Regions from separate parts of the Mus musculus genome. Here all the other regions are linked to region 1. The links are chromatin contacts, called in public Hi-C and HiChIP or PLAC-seq maps. All regions are on one chromosome and are shown on one strand. Each heading gives the region's core, a stretch centred on a gene start, on an enhancer-like site or on the middle of the called end of the contact. The rest is flanking DNA. Distances are from core to core; before and after follow the strand shown. Region 1 overlaps Basp1 (brain abundant, membrane attached signal protein 1). Region 2 overlaps Myo10 (myosin X). Region 3 has its middle 54 kb from the start of Gm2824. Region 4 overlaps Myo10 (myosin X).

The links. Hi-C and Micro-C count contacts between places; a contact is called where the count stands out from the background. HiChIP or PLAC-seq counts read pairs in DNA pulled down with a chosen protein or histone mark.
Region 2: a contact with region 1 is called in an H3K27ac HiChIP or PLAC-seq map of embryonic stem cells, with 5 read pairs. The contact joins two enhancer-like sites. A contact is called at or near these places in 2 of 115 datasets of contacts at active chromatin or transcription factors (both in embryonic stem cells) and 1 of 9 other capture datasets (adipose tissue).
Region 3: a Hi-C map of forebrain shows a contact between it and region 1, with 2.9 times the contacts expected there. The contact joins two enhancer-like sites. A contact is called at or near these places in 1 of 484 Hi-C or Micro-C datasets (forebrain) and 1 of 9 other capture datasets (embryonic stem cells).
Region 4: an H3K27ac HiChIP or PLAC-seq map of embryonic stem cells shows a contact between it and region 1, with 3 times the contacts expected there. The contact joins two enhancer-like sites. A contact is called at or near these places in 9 of 115 datasets of contacts at active chromatin or transcription factors (embryonic stem cells and epiblast stem cells) and 1 of 9 other capture datasets (adipose tissue).

Annotation. Positions count from the first base shown.
Region 1 is chr15:25,363,148-25,365,919 of GRCm38.p6, forward strand. Basp1 (brain abundant, membrane attached signal protein 1) reads right to left here. Exons shown (of 2, transcript NM_027395.2): 2 at 130-1,771. The coding sequence starts at 1,762. The coding sequence ends at 1,082. Among named protein-coding and RNA genes, the nearest start is that of Gm36555, 32 kb to the left of the region's middle. Within about 2 kb of position 1,469, at least 98 of the 459 cell types and tissues checked have an H3K27ac peak or open chromatin away from gene starts, as enhancers often do. A contact at or near this core is called in embryonic stem cells and forebrain, where this site is marked.
Region 2 is chr15:25,779,913-25,782,612 of GRCm38.p6, forward strand. It overlaps Myo10 (myosin X), which reads left to right. Exons shown (of 41, transcript NM_019472.2): 24 at 452-500; 25 at 1,062-1,952. Among named protein-coding and RNA genes, the nearest start is that of Retreg1, 62 kb to the right of the region's middle. Within about 2 kb of position 1,364, at least 16 of the 459 cell types and tissues checked have an H3K27ac peak or open chromatin away from gene starts, as enhancers often do. A contact at or near this core is called in embryonic stem cells, where this site is marked.
Region 3 is chr15:24,968,025-24,970,786 of GRCm38.p6, forward strand. No RefSeq gene overlaps it. Among named protein-coding and RNA genes, the nearest start is that of Gm2824, 54 kb to the right of the region's middle. Within about 2 kb of position 1,492, at least 36 of the 459 cell types and tissues checked have an H3K27ac peak or open chromatin away from gene starts, as enhancers often do. A contact at or near this core is called in forebrain, where this site is marked.
Region 4 is chr15:25,761,129-25,763,828 of GRCm38.p6, forward strand. The region is part of intron 19 of Myo10 (myosin X); the gene reads left to right. Among named protein-coding and RNA genes, the nearest start is that of Retreg1, 81 kb to the right of the region's middle. Within about 2 kb of position 1,388, at least 123 of the 459 cell types and tissues checked have an H3K27ac peak or open chromatin away from gene starts, as enhancers often do. A contact at or near this core is called in embryonic stem cells, where this site is marked.

The DNA.
Region 1 (2,772 bases), core at 219-2,718:
TGTTTTGTTTATACCTATATTAGTCAAGAACACTTGAGAATCCTATGTCTTACCTCAGTTCAATTATACTCAGGAAAAGACACCTACATTACCGAAAAGGAGGGGAAAATCAAGCCAAAAGCCAGTTACTACTTTTTAATTGTTTAACTTTATTACTGTTGCACCATTTATACAATTACATATAATTTCAATGCATCCATTGTACATTTTTTTTATTTTTTTATTTATTTTTTTTCCATTTTTCCAATGGGTGGTGTGTTGGTGTCTGAGACACAGATGGAAGAAAACTGGCGCTGCAGTGAACGCAGACTTCTTTTTTTTTTATTTTTTATTTTTTTTTATTTTCATTTCCACTGACCAATAAACAGAACTACAGGTGCACCCAACCACGGACATGCATTACTCGTCGTGAGAAATCTAGGTAGGCTAAGTATGATGAGAGAATGTTTGTCACTCCCAAAAATATCTGGAGAGGAAAAATGGAGGGTTGGCATTGAGATACATGTGGACAAGCTAAGTGGGCTCCGTCTGAAAGTTGGCATTCATCCACGAACGTTTAAAAAAATACCAAAAAAATTAAGAAAAAGGCTGTAAATTAAAAAGGAAACACAGAAAATACTGCTTTCATAAAGATCTGATTGCCTTGGCACTGGTCCTGTGGGCAGAATCAAACGCCTCCCTCCCCAGCTGCATCGCGGGAGAGATGCTGGGGTTTTTAAGGATGGAGCCTAGGGGACAGCGGTTCAGGGTACAGATGATGTACTTTCAGACAATGATCTCGAAAATCCAGGACTGACTGGTCAAGTTGACTGAAGGTATATTAGATATTTCCCCACAAAAATACTATTTGGATTCTCCCCGCCCCCTCCCTCCCCTGATGGGACACATCCTCTTTATTTTTTTTCTCTTTTCTTTTCTTTTGTTTATTTAATCCCTTGGGCAATACATATCCTCACTTCCAATTTGAAACAAGTTAGTATAGGATAGAGACAGAGAGAGGACAGAGTGAGAAACAGAGAGAGAGAGAGCGTGAGAAGACAGGTCGTTTGCGAGTGGCGTCGGTTCTGGTTGGCTGTCCCGGTTACTCTTTGACGGCCACGCTTTGCTCGGAGCTGGCGGCGGCGGCGGGTGCCTCGGCCTGGGGCTCGGCGGCTGCGGGCGCGGCGGGCGCGGGGGCCTTGGCCGCGGAACTGGGCGCCTCGGAGGCGGCGGGCGTCTCCTTGGACGAGGGCGCGGGCTCCGCGCTGCTAGGTTTAGAGTCTGAAGCCGCCGGGGCCGCGTCGCTTTTCGCCTCGGGGCCGGCGGCGGCGGGAGCCTCAGTCTTTTTGGCCTCGCCCTCCTCCGGGGCCGCGCCGTCGGCCGCGCCCGTGCTCTCGGCGCTCGCTTCGCCGGCCTTGGGGGCCTCGCCGCCCGCAGCGGGCCCGGGCGCGGCCGCCTCCTGCTCGGGCGCCGGCGCGGGCTCGGGCTGCTCCTCCGCGGCGCCCTCGCTCTTCTCGGGCTCGGCCTTGGGCGCCTCCTCCTTGGCCGCCGCTGCCTTGTCGGCCTCCTTCTCCTCTGCCTTGGCCTCGCCGTCCGCCGCGTCCTTGGGCTTCTCCTCCGTGCTCTCCTTGACCTCGGTGGCGTCGGCGGCCGCCTGGGGTTCGCTCTCCTTCGGGGTCCCCTCCTCCTCGGTGCCCGCGCCTTCGGCCTTCTTGTCTTTGTCCTTGGCCTTCTCGTCGTTCACATTGTAGCCCTTCTTCTTCTTGCTCAGCTTGCCTCCCATCTTGGAGTTCTGCAAGGAAGCACAGGGGAGACGAAGGGGAGTTAGGGTCAAAGTAGGCAAAGTGGATGGTGGGAGGCTGCCTGCAGGGCGAGGAGGGCGTCGAGGACCTCGGGCACAGCGGGGAGCAGCCTGGACTTCACGGGCATTCTACCATAATCAGAAGTAACAAAGAACAAAGTAAAGCCCCCGCCGCGAAGCCTGCAGGCCAGCAAGTTGGGGGGTGGGGGAGACAAAGAAATGGTGATCAATGACCCAGCTGCCTATAGGGAGGACAGGCGGCATGGTATTGGTCTTATCTATCTACTTTCAAGCATCCAGGAGGCTTGAACACCTTAGCACAAAATGGCAGGGACAGCCATTTTAGAACTACAACTTCGCTGCTTTTTGTTTTTGTTTTTAAAACAACAAAACCCTGATAATTTACAAATAACTTTCTGGAGGAACTGCTCATCATACATCACAAATCTCTCGTCCATCCTTTCCGGAAGCACGTTTATATAGCGTCTGTGTGCCGGTGAGAAATCACTGCCGTGGTGCTTCCTACAGAAAACTTAATTGTTTTCTATTAATGCAAGAGGGCAAAACTTTTCCAGGCTAACCTCCCACTGGCCCTGTTGCTCCCCACAGGAGGAGCAGTCGTGAAGAGAAGCACCGTGCAAGGCCACAGGACAGAGTAGAAACTCCTGGTGAGCTCACCACGTTCTGCTTCCTCTTGGCAGGGCCCTGAGCTCTCTTCACCCAGCTACCCCGCCTCCCAATCCATTCAGGAAAAAAAGGAGAGAGAGAGAGCTTTTTCTTCACTCCACTTCTTGTAATTATGATTCACCATAGTGAAATAACCCACACTGTTTGAAAGTCAGGTGTGGGAAAGAGTAGTATTCTTCAGTCAAAATTCCTCTCACCATTCTATGCTAATTTCCCGTCTGGGTTACCATTAGGAGTTGGAGGAGACAGAAAAAAGAAACAAACACAAAGATGACTAAAATACTCTTCCTAGTTTCAAGAAAGGT
Region 2 (2,700 bases), core at 114-2,613, 420 kb after region 1:
GAAGCTTACAAATCTGAGCAGGCTGACTGACCTGTGTACGTGCCTGCGTACGTAACGTGCCTGCGTGCACGTGGAGGGCAGGGGTTGAGTCAGACGCCTTATTGTTCTGGACAAGTGACTGAGCAGCAGGCTCCACGGTGCCACCTGCTTCTGCTCCTCCAGCCTTGGAATTACAGGTGTGTGCTGCTGCAGATCACACCACGTGGATGCAGAGGGTCTGAACTCAGGGCTCCTGCTCAGAAAGCAAGCTCGTTACAGACCGAGACATCTCCCCAACCCGCTTCTTCCTTTTTAACTGGCAAAGATCTTCTCCGGGTTGCGTACATAGCTCAGCGATAGAGTGTTTGCCTCGGACAGACGAGCCCCCCAGCACTGCCGAAGGAGGAGAGCTGGTGAAGATTGGTGTCAAGGTTGTTGATTTTCACCAGCTGCTTTTCTTTCCCTTTCTTAGAGAAAGAGAGCGAGCGCAAAGAGAAGCTGACCTCCTCCGTGCCCATCAGGTGAGGAGCGCAGCGATTTCTGGGGCTTTATGTACTACCTTCCTGCTTCAGACTTGGACACTGGGTCTGAAGATTCACAATGGAAATAAAGTAGGAGATAGTGGGAACACAGGCTGAGGGGATGTTTCGGGGGCACTCTCTTTCCCAGCACAGTGGCATGGAGCGTAGAGAAAGTCTTGGGCTTTCAGTGTGAATCGAAGTATGGTTTCTCTGTGGCAGAGCAACACCATGTTAGTGTCTTAGAGACGCCTTCACATTCTGTTGCCATTTCCATGGGTGGCCACCTCACGCCGTGGTCCGTCCTTGATATTCATTTCAGGTGTCTGACTCCCACTGTCCTCTTTTTATAAGGACGCCATTCAGATTGGATGCAGGCTCCAGTCATCGGGCCCCACCTCATTTTAACTTAGTCACCCGATTAAAAGCCCCTTGTCCAACCGTAGTAGTTATTCTGAGGCGCTGGGGTTAGGGTTTCAGCTTGTCGTTTGGGTGGGGCCACAGTTCAGTGTGTAGAACAGGAAGAAGGTGCTTGTTCTAAAACCCACCTTGCCCCTGGTCCAGGAGGCAGAGACAAGGAGGCAGCAAGAACTGGAAGCCTTGCAGAAGAGCCAGAGGGAAGCGGACTTGACCAGGGAGCTGGAAAAGCAAAGGGAGAACAAGCAGGTGGAGGAGATCCTCCGCCTGGAGAAGGAAATCGAGGATCTGCAGCGCATGAAGGAGCGGCAGGAGCTGTCGTTGACCGAGGCCTCCCTGCAGAAGCTGCAGCAGCTGCGGGATGAGGAGTTGCGCAGGCTGGAGGATGAGGCCTGCCGCGCCGCCCAGGAGTTCTTGGAGTCGCTCAACTTCGACGAGATCGACGAGTGCGTCCGCAACATCGAGCGCTCCCTGTCGGTAGGGAGCGAGATTTCGGGCGAAGAGCTCAGTGAGCTTGCCGAGAGTGCCAGCGGAGAGAAGCCAAACTTCAACTTCAGCCAGCCCTACCCCGCGGAGGAGGAGGTGGACGAGGGCTTCGAGGCGGATGACGACGCCTTCAAGGACTCGCCCAACCCCAGCGAGCACGGCCACTCCGACCAGCGAACGAGTGGCATCCGGACGAGCGACGACTCATCCGAGGAGGACCCTTACATGAACTACACGGTGGTGCCCACCAGCCCCAGTGCCGACAGTACGGTGCTTCTTGCTGCGTCCATGCAGGACTCCGCTAGCCTGCACAACTCCTCGAGTGGGGAGTCCACCTACTGCATGCCGCAGAACAACGGCGACCTGCCCTCCCCCGACGGCGACTATGACTATGACCAGGACGATTACGAGGATGGCGCCATCACGTCAGGCAGCAGCGTGACTTTCTCCAACTCCTATGGAAGCCAGTGGTCCCCCGACTACAGGTATTCCGTGGGAACCTACAACAGTTCCGGAGCGTACCGGTTCAGCTCAGAAGGGGCGCAGTCCTCCGTGAGTATCTGCCATCTTGTCCCTAAAGGTGGGAGAGTGGGGGTGGGGGTGGGAGGGCTCTCATTGGCCTAGACCTCACCCAGGAGTCTATAGTGGGCTATGCTGGCCAGTGACCCAGGAGATCCACCTACCTCTCTTCCCTAGTGCTAGGGTTATAAGCAGGTCTAAACAACTCAAGCTGTTTTTACAAAGACTTTGAGAATCCACTCAGGTAGTGTACGTACTTCACTAGCAGAGCCGTCTGCCAAGCCATAAACTCCTGACTGGTTGGAGATGAGATCAGGCACATTCAGAATGGTGTAGTCATAGATAGACCAGAACTGGCATCTTAAAAATGAGGCTCAGCATGGCTTTTCTGCAGACCCTGAGGAAGCTGGCCCACTCACTCTCCTGGGGTGTATTGAAGTACAGTCCAAGCCACTCAATGTATTTCTTTTAATAAGGAGGGAATCTATATAGTTTAAATGTGTTCTTTTTTTTTTTTTCTTACGTTTGGCTTTTTCTCTTATGTATTAAATGTTGTCTTTAGTTCCTCAGATTTGACCAATATTTTTGGCATAGCAACTTAAGGGTTTCTTTAACTTTGTTTGTTTGTTTGTTTGTTTCAAGACAGAGTTTCTCTGTGTAGCTCTGGCTGTCCTGGAACTCACTCTGTAGACTAGGCTGGCCTCGAACTCAGAAATCCACCTGCCTCTGCCTCCCAAGTGCTGGGATTGATTAAAGGCGTGCACCACCACTGCCTGGCTGA
Region 3 (2,762 bases), core at 242-2,741, 400 kb before region 1:
ACCTCTATTATATATAATATACATAAATGTGTGAATGTATATACCAGTATATATATATATATATATGTATGTGTGTGTGTGTGTGTGTGTGTGTGTGTGCTGACTATGTGTGTGTGTATGTATGTATATATATATATATATATATATGCATATATATACATATATATATATATATATATACATATATATATATATTCCACATCGGTAGCAATGCACATTTGGAAAGGGACACTTATAAACAACAATTGAATTTTCATAAAGCTTAAAGTCTTCCTGAGCTCTGCTTTGTTTCCAAATATTTTTTAGCTCTTTGTAATAAGGTAACAGTCTTCATTTAAAGACAGAGACATCTCTATAAAGCATCTCTATTCATCGTCAAGGACAAGGCAGTAAAAACTGATATGCTGGTACATGCCTGTAATCCCACTACTAAGAGGCTGAGGCAACAGGATCATGAGTTCAAGGACAGCCTGGGCCCCACAGTGAGTTAGGCTGTCCTAGTTAATATTTTGTGCTTCTGATAAAAACTCCATAACCAAAAGCAGCTTATGGAAGGAGTTTATTTTTGGCCTATGGTTGCAGAAGGACAAGTTCATCATGGTGAGGAAGCATAACAGTAAGTGGCAGGCTTGACACGAGGAGCATCGGAGAGCTCACATCTTCAAATGTAACCACAAAGCAGATAAAGCAAACTTGAAGTGAAGACAGGCTATGCGGTCTCAAAGCCAATGAAGTCCTTCCTTCACCAAGGCTGTACAACACAAGTCTCTCCACACATCACCTCCCACTGAGAACCATTTATTCAAATGACCAAGTTATGGGGGCATTTTTTTATTCAGATCACAGATAGGTCAACCCTGTCTGAAGACATTAACTCCAATTAGTTTATCAGGGGAATGGAGATTCTTTTAACTGCTGTGCACTGTGGATATATTCAACTAGAACCAAGGGCAGAGGAATGGACAGAAAGTAGGAAGGATGAGGAAAAAGAAGAAAGACAATATCTAATTTTAACCAAGCGCCTGGAGAAAAGAGTTAATTGGATCCTCCGGGGTTCTGAAACTGTGATCCTAAAACTTCCACACACAGCAGACTGATTCGCAGTTTTAAAATCTACCTCATGTCTGCCAACGGTGCTAGATCCAGAAATATCCCAAATCAGATTTCCTATATTTTCATTTAACTTTTATACAATCAACTCATGGATTATTCAGTGTTTTATAATTTATATTGTACAGAATCTCTGTACAATTATTAAAAGTAGCATGCTTTGTTATATTGCATATTGAGTCCAAATTAAAATGTATGATCTTAAACCAAGGGACGCGTATACCTTGTTTATATCAAAATGAGTGTTTCTGCCTGAGTTGAACCTGGCATGAGTTGTTTGGGCAGTTACATAAGCCTCCATTTGCTCTGCCTACATATGTCCCTGCTGGAGCTTACTGCCAAGCTCTGCAGAATTTAGATGAGGAATTTGCTCAGTCAGTACTGGAAAGCAGCATGAGAGCAGCAGGTTCTGTTCCTGGTAATGACCTAGGTCACTGGGGAAGGCAGGGCATCCAGGGGTCAAATAAATGCAAAGACAAGTGGGATCCCTGCCAAATGCCTTAGTCAAGAACCGGAGCCAAGCAGCCATCAGGATCCTCACAGCAAACACTGTGACACAAGACAGGCTGCGCTTTCTAGGGAGATCAAATCCTCTGGGATGTTCTAGAAAGGTTTTATTAGTTACCACACTGAGCCAAATCCTGTTCTACAACATCATAAAGATGCTATCCTGACAACATACGCCTGGGCTTACTGTGTGCCTTCTTACTATTGTTTTTGTTGTTTATAACGATTATTGTCTGTCACTGCACACAGTGATGTAGATAATTGCAAAGCCTCATTGCATCTTACTTCAACCAGATAATTACAAGCCTTTCAGAATCATGCCTTATTTACTCCCTTACTTCTCTCCTGGCTACCTGGGTGTGTGGCATAGACTCGGTGGTTAAATTATTTGTTGACTATATTTTGGTTCTCTTTTAAATTTAGACAGGCAATTCTATGCTAACCATTGAAAAGGTGATTGTTTAGCTTCTACTTTAGTCTCATTATGTATCTGGCAATTTGCTTAAGGTTTTTTTTTTAAACTTCATTTTTCCACACCTGCAATATATAGTTAAATAATAGTACTGCCTAAATGTAAAGATTAGAACACAATTTTGTCTGACAAACACAAACATAAAACAGACCTTTACAGTAATAAAACACATCTGTATTCATTTTCATGGAATCAGATTCTAGGTTCACAATCTTACAATTTAGAAATGTGTGATGCAAGGAATATAGAATTCATTTACATATTGTCAGATAATTCCAACTTTGGAGATTGAAAAATAATTCTAACAACAAAATCACCTAATAAATTACTCTTCATCGGTGGCTCTAGTCTTAGAACTTATATTAAAAGAGAGAAAGTGCATTGGTGGCATTCAGGAGTTTATAATTCCTTATGAAATTAATTGATGGAAAGAAAGCAAAGAAGTAATTTGCCAACTGAACTCAATTTTAAGTTCAAATTTTTTGATATTAATACATTATTCTTTCTTAAGTATTGCTCTAGTCACAAAATATTTTGTAGTTAAAAATAATAGAAAAGATACTATTAAAATGATTTGTAACACAGTTAACTAAAGACTGTCTTCATGGTAGGTGTAAGTTGCATCACTCTTTATGGAACCCAAACAACAAATACCCTTCCCTAAGGCTCCAAG
Region 4 (2,700 bases), core at 138-2,637, 400 kb after region 1:
TTTTTCTCCTGGTATTTTGTATGTGTTCATGAATATTTATAAATCAACTATGTTTGTTACTGAGTTTTTCTCAGCTGTATTTTTATGCAAATGAGGTTGCTTCATCTCAGGTTGTTGTCCCTGAAATGGGAAGGGGCAGCCACTCAAACCTGGCCTAGCTCCTCTGTGACTGTGTGTTTAGCACTGAGGACAGGTTTAGTCTCCCAAATGGCCGCTCTGCTTGGTGGCTGGGTGTTTGGCTTGACTTCTTCTAAGTTGCTGTTTTCATCTTTCTTTAGCTAATTTATTAGACTTCTTAGCTCCAATTTGTGGGGGGGGGGGGGTGCGCGCGGCGCGCGCGCATGCGTTTATGTATGTGTCTGTCTGTCTATATCTGAAACCCTTTGTTTTCCTCTGTATATTAACTATATTATGCTTCTTAGAAGCATAATCTTCCAGAAGCTTGGAAATACCCTTGACGTTTAAACACCTAAGAAGCAAGGGCTTGTGAACGTGGATCCTCCTGGTTATCACCTACTCGGTGATGCAGATGGCTGCCGCAGTGTGTCCTGTCTGCTATGGATTCATAAGCGTTCCAGATCTCAGTTGACAATATTTCAGGTCTGGACATTGAAGAGTGTTTGCCTGCTCGTTCCCACATACCCTGTTTCAGTCCTGCCTTTTTCTAGCTATGAATCCTGTTCACATTGCTCGGCCCATAACCTTGGAGCGTGACTCAGTGAGATCCGCGGCTATTCAGCATTCTAATGAGCAGTGTGGGCGTCCTTGCCAGCAAAGAGAGACAGCTGCCCTCCTAATTTGTATGTCTCAGCATGATTTGTCAGAGTGAGTCTGAATAGAGGGGCTTGTGACCTGTTCAGTATGGTGGCTGGAGAAATGGTAGTGATAATGAATGCATTGAGGTCGGGTTTAGTTTCATGGGATGAAAAGGCTGCCTTGGGTCCCTTAGATCACGCCCAAGGCTGCTCTCTGAGGGTTTCCAGATGGGATTTCTACAGAGGGCTGAGCCTTCTGTCAGCCTCTGCGGGGCTGTGGTCTGACTTAGAATAAATTATCATTTCCATCCTCTTTCTGTGGGTCTTTTTGTTGTTTGGGGCTTTTTAATGATAAGGTCTCTGTCTTGGAATTTTCTACCTAGTCCAGGCAGACCTTGAACTTGCATCAATCAGGTCTTCCTGCTTTGCCTTCTAGCGCTGGAATTCAGATGCTCCGCCACACCTGGCCTCCACTTACGTATTTCTGAGACTTGTGTAACACTATCTTGTGGATTCTTTTTGGTGCTTGCGATGATGAAACTTGAGAAATGGCTCTGCTTGAGACAGCCTCTGAACAGCTGGAGAGTCAGGTGGTCTGGCTTCCCACCAGGGTGGCTTTCAGGACCGGGCCTGCCTCTTCTGCTTCTGTAAGCAAAAGTAACTAATCTGTTAACTGGTGTGATTCCAGCCTCCCTGCCAGGCAGAGCCCCTCCTCCACCATTGAATAGTCCCTGAATGAGATCTCCCCGGGTTGGCGAGGATGCTATCTGCATGCTCTCCACCAAGCTGCTCCCAAGCCCACTCCTTAACGGATAGCCAGATTCTATCCTTTATAGATCCCATTAGCCATTTTAGTTTTCTGAACTCCGGCCTGCTGTCTCATCCCTGAAGAGTGGATGAGCTGGCTTCATTTGGTCACAGACATTACACGCCTTTCCTTCTCTTCAGGACACCCCTTGAGAATGTCTCTGATTGCAGCGTAGCTTGCAGAAGAGAAATTGATCTCTGTCTGAAATCCTACGTGTCTCTGGAATACTCAGCTAGGGGCATCAACCTCCTGGGTCAGGGAGGAAACGATGAGCCCCCGACTGTGAACTCGCAGCCTCTAAAGTTGGTGGGTTCACAGCCTCATCATACACTCTGATCTGATCTGCTCCCCATTGCAGCAGCCTCCCTGACACCCCCACACCTCACCACACCCAAGCTTCCGCAGCCCATGAGCTCACCTTGTAACTTGGCAAGGTTTGAGAGCATCTATTCCTGAACCCACACATGCCACCTGTATCTATCAGAGCAGTGTCTCGGCCTCCCTCCTCCAACCCTGACTACAGTCTGAGCACTGTTTTCTCATGACTCCCAGCCCAGGGAACTTGGGCATTTGGCCACGGCTGGGGAGGTCACCCCGGTGATTCTCACTGAGGCAGGGAACTCCGGTCCTTTCTTTTGTCTAACTCTCAGCTCCTACCATTGAACCTGACAGCCTAGATTAGCATCATGTGCCGCTAGTGTGTGCTGCCAAGCTGACCACTGCTCACACCGGCTTGCCTTGAGCATAATCTTGACAGTTAGATCTCTTGTCTGCCGCCAGCCAGTGGTACCCAGTACCCCTGACTCCTGAATAAACTCCAAATCTTCAGAACAACAACTGCCAAGGCTTGATGTGCTCAGAAATTCTGCTTCATGGCGAGGTTTGTTTGGAGCGTCCACAGTGTGTGTCTGGCAATGGTGATGGCTTTGCATGTTGGTGTGGCAAGATCTAGCCTCAGAATAGCTGTGCTGCTGAATGCAGTTGATGCTCCTTAGCAAGACTGGCTAAGGGTCCCCTGCCCCCATCCTCCTGAGAGCACTGTTGGGAAGTGCACAGTGGGAAGACTGAGGGACGTCCATTCCATTCCGTCTCCTATTTAATCTGGAGAACTTTGTAAAGAGTGCCCTGACTGACCCC